Regions from separate parts of the Mus musculus genome. Here region 2 is linked to region 1. A link is a contact called in public HiChIP or PLAC-seq data. All regions are on one chromosome and are shown on one strand. Each heading gives the region's core, a stretch centred on a gene start, on an enhancer-like site or on the middle of the called end of the contact. The rest is flanking DNA. Distances are from core to core; before and after follow the strand shown.

Region 1 (3,078 bases), core at 317-2,816:
TGATGTAGTTCCCGCCCAGATCTAGTCCCTTGTAGGAGTGTGTTGACCCCATCCTTTCCAGGGGCTTGAAGTAGTCCTGCTTTGCTCGCTCACTGGGGCTTCTTGCTTGTGCTGCCGATGCAGGGATTTCATATGGTGTCGGGGTAGGAGCTGCAGGAACACTCTTTGGAGGATTTCCCTGTGGCGGTGGCTCAGCTTTGCCAGCTGCATTGCTCCCCAGCCGCTTCATGGCAGCCAGGACTGTCTCATGAATGCTTTGGGCCACCACTGCATCAGGAGCCTGCAGCCAGAGCTCACCAGGACCAATGGGCGCTGAGCGCCCGAGTTCCAGGAAGAAAAAAGAGTCTGCGTGGCCACAGCGGCGCACACTGAGCAAGGACAAGCGCAGGACTGGTGGTGGCGTTGCCCGGCTGTCTCTGGAACCTTTGCTTCCAGGCTTTCGCAGGAGGCTCAGGGCCCCAGAACCCAGGCACAGGCGATAGCTGCCGCTGCTCAGGCCTTGTGCTCTCCCCAGCCCCTTGGACCGCAGTGTCACAGGCCAGACGTCCTGGAATGGGGCGAAGATCCAAGACTCAGGGGCCTCTTGGGGACTGAAACCTGGAGAGAATTGGCAAGTCACCGGGAGGCAGGGGTTGGGGTCACCGGGTCCCAGGTGACCAAGACGTTTTATACGTCTTTTTTTTTTTTTTTTTTTTAGCTTAAGATTTGAACCTCAGGCCGGGCGTGGTGGCGCACACCTTTAATTCCAGCACTTGGGAGGCGAATTTCTGAGTTCGAGGCCAGCCTGGTCTACAGAGTGAGTTCCAGGACAGCCAGGGCTACACAGAGAAACCCTGTCTCGAAAATAAAAAAGATTTAAACCTCAGTTGATCTGAGGGAAATGGGTTCAAGATAAACTAAGTCGGCAACCCCCTGACCTCCCCGTCGCTCACCCAAGGCTCACCCATAGCAGTAGCAGCAGCGGCTGCGGCGGTGGCGCGCACCTCGAGCAGGGCGCTGTACCATGCTTGCTGCTCTGCTTCGCTGGCCGCCGCCACGCCCAGGCTGCTGTCGCTGGTATAGATGACGATCAGGTGGCGCTGACGGGCATCCGCGCGCTTGCTAATAGTGCAGGCACCCTCCAGGCTAACGGTACGCCGGGGTCTAGGTGGGCGGCAGCCGCTGGCCAAGAACTTCTTCTCGCTCTCGTAGCACTCCAGGCGTGGTGGGTCAGCGCGCAGCACGAAAAAGCGGCGGCGCTGGGACTTCTGCTTCCTCAGATGGCCACAGAGCCGCACGTCGGGCAGGCAGGGCCAAGGAAACGGTGAGCCGAGGGACACGTCGGTGCACTCGCCCCCGGAGGAGACTGTGGGGCCCGTACCTGCAGGCTTCATTTCCAGCCAAAGACAGTAAACTGTCCCCAGAAGGACTGATTTGAATGGGTCTGGCCCCCTGAGCTACCACCCGCTTGGAACAAGTAGCCCTGGGAAACTGCAGCCGGCCTAGCTGCCCTGCATCTCTCCACGCCCTCTCCTGACTTGGAGTGAACAAGGAGCCTGTACACAGGAGTGCGTGTGTCCCAGTGGCCAGTGACACCAGGACTCCTAGGTCTAAGGGAGGCTGACCTAGCTGGGTCAGCCTCCTTGTTGGAATCTCCACCCCTTCAAGTTAACCCTCCCACGCCCGAGTGCAGGAATTTGAGTTTAGGATTCATAGGCTAGAGTAGGAGCCCTGCACCGCTGGGACCAAACTTTCACAGGGGCGGGGAGTGAGGGGGGGCATCTCTACCAATCAGCTGACTGGATGTGGGGGTGGAGGAGTACCGCCAGAGGCAGCCCGGGGCAATCTCGAAAGCCAGAAAGCCAGGGTGCAGAAGAAGCGGCTGTGGTTAGCAGTGATGGCACTAGTAATTAGAAGAGTGGCCTGGCCTAGCGGGCCATCCTGATAGCGGCAGTTCTCCAGGGAGGAGCCTCCGAACTGAGCCTCTAGTTGTATAGGTCCTCAGTGTTCTTTCCTTTCCTACCCAGAGATGATCTTTGTGTCTTTGCTTCTGAGCTATCTGAGTTTGGGTTGATGGATACCCCAGGATAGGAAAACCAAACTAGATTGGTCTCTGGTAACCAACCGCACCCCCACCCTCTCCAGATTCCCACGCATGCAAATGTCCACTGAAGGATGTGTGAAAGAGGACTTAGTCTCTCAGAGACACCTTCCTCAAAGTGCCCCTGACCACCAGCCAAATGCCAACTTGAACCTGATGGTGGCTGTGGTCACAGGAGCTGGGATCCTGTGGCAGACGTCCTGGTGAGCCCGTGTATCCTGAGAGGTTTGGGTGGGGCTGGAGATCATAGGCCACAAATGCACATGCTTATTGGAGGCTGGAAGACAACCTCTCGTATTCCTCAAGAGCGATCCCTCTTGTTTTTGAGACAGGCTCACTAGAACTTGTCTAGTAGGTTCGATTTGCAGGCCTGGAAGGCCTCAGGCCTATCATATGTCTGACTCCACTTCCCCTGCCTGAGGTTACAGTGCATGCTACCACACCCAGCTTGGAAAATAGTACGTGTGTTGTACAGGCTGTCCCCTGCATGTGGTCAGAGGTCAGCTTTTGGAAGTGGGTCCTCACCTTCTACCTTTTTTTGTTTGTTTGTTTTTGTTTTTTCGAGACAGGGTTTCTCTGTATCGCCCTGGCTGTCCTGGAACTCACTTTGTAGACCAGGCTGGCCTCGAACTCAGAAATCCGCCTGCCTCTGCCCCCCAAGTGCTGGGATCAAAGGCGTGCACCACCATGCCCGGCTAGCCTTCCACCTTTTTGAAGCAGGGACTCTCTCTGCTGCCGCACTGTGTACCCCAGGCATTTAAAGATAGTAGTGGCCATTATTTTTTTAGGCAGGGTTTCTCTGTAGCTCTGGCTGTCCTGGGACTCAGAGAGCTGCCTGCCTCTGCCTTCCGAGTCGTGTCCTGTTGTAGTCTTCTAGCTTGCTCTAGAAGTGCTGGGGTTGTGATGGACTGGGATTCTACTTTCCATGTGGGTTCTGATGATCAAATTGGGGCCATTGGATCTGCACAGCAAGCACGTTTCTAATTAGACTACGTCCC
Region 2 (3,078 bases), core at 417-2,916, 230 kb after region 1:
AGGGAGCCATAGAGCAAGGTCATAAGAAACAATGCAGCAACACAGATTCCCTGCTCCTGTAGGGACCTGTGCAGGAACACACAGTGACCACCCTGGGCCTCAGGGCTCCCGTGTCCAGGGGACTGCAGTTGCTACTGCATCAGAGGGGCTGGAGAGATCAGAAGACAGAGCAGCCACATCCTGAAAATAGGGAAAATTTCTTTTTCATTTTCTAATGGCTGAAGATCCTGAGGAGAGAATACAGATGTGTCCTGGGGAGCTATGAGGGGAAATGAAGGACTGTGGTGGCATGTGGCAGTTATAAGTATACCTGAGGATACCAGAACATGCAATGGTCCCCACTATATGTTCTTTTATAGTTTCTGAGCTGAGGTTGGAGTTGTGTGGAGATGCTGCATAGAGGGATCAATTGGAGTCCTTATGTAGGGCCAAGAGAGTCAGCTACATTCTGGAGAAGTTTATTCAGCTTGAAGTCATGTGTGAAAGCTGGCAGGAGAGTAGTCAGATTTCGAACAATAAGGGAGTGAGCAGGAGGGAAGGACAGATGCTAAAGCTTAGAGTCAGGTGTGGTTCTGTGTCTGCAGAGAATGACAAAACCATAGCAGAGGTAGCAGAGAAGGCTAGTCACAACTACAAGGGAAGTGCTGTTGGCAGAGGTATGGGCAGTTCCAAGGGAAATGAATATGAAAGGAAGCTCAGAGTTATGAAGCCTGAGGTGACAGGCACAGGACAAGGAAGCCACAGACATCAAAGCCCGAGCCAAGGTGACTCACCTTGTGTCAGGGTGAGTTGGGTTCCAGGAAGTGACTGCCAAAACTTTATGCCTTCTGTTGTTTGCAGAAAAACTCTGCAGAAGTACCAGGTCTGGTCAGACTCCTTAAAGTTCAGGATTCTGAGGACTCCAGATGTCTGACCCTGTGTCCAGTTCAGGATGAGCCGGCCCTTGAAGTGCTCATGTATGAAAGGCATGGAGGAGTTGTAGATGAAGTGCCCAAAGAAATCCTTCCATCTCCAGGCTATGCTCATCTGTGGATCCTTGGCTAACTTCCAGGGGAAGTAGAAGGAGAAGGGGATGTCGATGGAGCCACCCTGGACTCCAGAGCAGCGTTCAGGTTGGTTGACCCCAAAGTCATTTCCTCCGTTTGATCTTGCTGAATTTCCTGGGAAGGATGGGGAGACTCTGAAGCCACTGCAGGGGACAGTGACAGGAAACATAGAAAGGACAACACAGAACATTCTGAGACTTCTTGCACAGGCAGGGGTGAGACACAAGGCAGGACTGTCCCCAAAGCTAGTGGGACAGGAAAGACAGTGAAGGGTTGGGTTGGGCTCCCTCTGCAATGTCAACTGACTCTTGGGGCAGAGAGTCCTGGCTGGCTCCTCTAGCAGACACCTGTCCACATGACTCCCTACTCTTCCCAGCCCCATTGTCCCCTCCTGAGGTTAAGTCCCTGCTAGTGAGGTCGCTACCACTCACCAGCATGCAGACAGGCTGATGAGAGCAGAAGCAGGATCTGAGCCATGGCTGGAGTCTCTCCAGGAAGCGAGATCAGCAAAGCCATCAGGAAGGCAAGGATGCTCTGTCTAGGGACACTGGGGTGCTCAGGAGTCCAGAGAGAACCAGGGTAAAGCGAGACAGATCCCCAGGCCTTCTCATGTGGAGGACTGAGTTGGGGCAGGACCTTTCCATCTCCACCTCCTTGTGGCCAGCAACTTCCTTTATTGATCTGGCTTCTTCTTTTCCCATGTTGCAGAAGATCCGCCCTGTGGTCACTGACAACATAACTGGACTTTGGCCCAGCCCCCATTGTTGGCTTGGAGACATGGCTTTGTCCTCAGGAGGCAGGGCTCTCCTCTCTTCCACCTTCATCTTCTATCTTATCTACTGTTTTCCATTTCCTAAGTGGCTTGTAATCTCTGTTTCCCTTCCTCTATTTTTCTTCTAGTCTTTCCTTCCCCCTACTTAATCTCTTTCTCATTATGTCTCCCACCATGCTGGTTGTCACATTTCTCTCTAATTATCTCACCTAATGAAGTTGTCAGTTTCTAAATCACCTCAGACACAATGAGGAAGGTGTAATCAGGAAACACAGTAAGTCCCAGGCCCTAGCACAATAACCCCCTTACCCTGCTCTTCCTTCCCCCTCTCTGTCCCCATCGCAACTTGCTCTTTCTTGCCTTTCAGGGAGCCTTCCCAGTGCCCAGGCAGAATCAAGGCTTTGAGGATCCCCTCCACCTTGCCCTGATCTCTGTGGTAGAGCCTCCAACTTCCTTTGGCTTCCTGGACAGTGACTCTAAAGCTACTCCAGTTTCTAAAGGAGCCTTCCTGCCTCTCCTCCTCCTACCATAACACTCACTCAGGAGAGGATAACAAGGATCAGAGAAGTCAAGGCACATGTCATACAACAGCCACGTGGCTCATTGACTGGACTTTAGTCACATTGAGTTCTTGGAGTCTTCCATTCCACACAGAGACTTCAGTTTGCCTGCTCAGTGCAGCCTCTGAGGAGGCTCTTTCCACAAAGCTCTTGAGTGACTTCCTCTAGTTATGGCCACAGGAGAACCTTCTTTGGACTAAGTGGGCAAACACAGCTCTGAGCAGCCATGTGTCATTCATGATGTAAGGCCTGGGACATGGCTGACAGTGGACACAGCTGGCCTGTGACTTGGGTTGAAAGGTTGGGGCAGAGGCTGTGGTGACCTCAGGGCTGGTTCTAAGGAGGTTCAAACTACCCTTCCTCAGGACATGGTGCCATCAGCTTCCTGAAGGGCACAAACACATGATGGTGTCAGAGGAAGTGGCATCAATCTCCCTGAGTGACATGTGCAGAGACCTCTTCCCATTTCCTTAGGTTCCCTGGCACTGATCGCCTTGTTCCTGCTTCCCTGCAGCTGGCTTTGCAGCCTGCCCTCTTTCATGTCTGCTTCTCTGACTCCCTTTACAGTCCCCATGGTCCTCAGATACCTTGTTCTGATCCAGACACAAACTGTCATGTCCTGACAGTTTGTATTCATCTGTATTCATAGTACCCTTGGAGACACTGAGGCACAGAGCCTATGGGATGAGTTGGCTCCAGA

Evidence for each region. HiChIP or PLAC-seq counts read pairs in DNA pulled down with a chosen protein or histone mark.
Region 2: a contact with region 1 is called in an HNF4G HiChIP or PLAC-seq map of pancreatic cancer cells. The contact joins the promoter of Pilrb2 here to the promoter of Irs3 in region 1. A contact is called at or near these places in 1 of 39 promoter capture datasets (neutrophils), 1 of 115 datasets of contacts at active chromatin or transcription factors (pancreatic cancer cells) and 1 of 9 other capture datasets (pancreatic islet).

Annotation. Positions count from the first base shown.
Region 1 is chr5:137,644,148-137,647,225 of GRCm38.p6, forward strand. It overlaps Irs3 (insulin receptor substrate 3), which reads right to left and starts at 1,567. Exons shown (of 2, transcript NM_010571.3): 1 at 944-1,567; 2 at 1-597. The coding sequence starts at 1,373.
Region 2 is chr5:137,870,092-137,873,169 of GRCm38.p6, forward strand. It overlaps Pilrb2 (paired immunoglobin-like type 2 receptor beta 2), which reads right to left and starts at 1,667. Exons shown (of 5, transcript NM_001384202.1): 1 at 1,478-1,667; 2 at 774-1,160. The coding sequence starts at 1,562.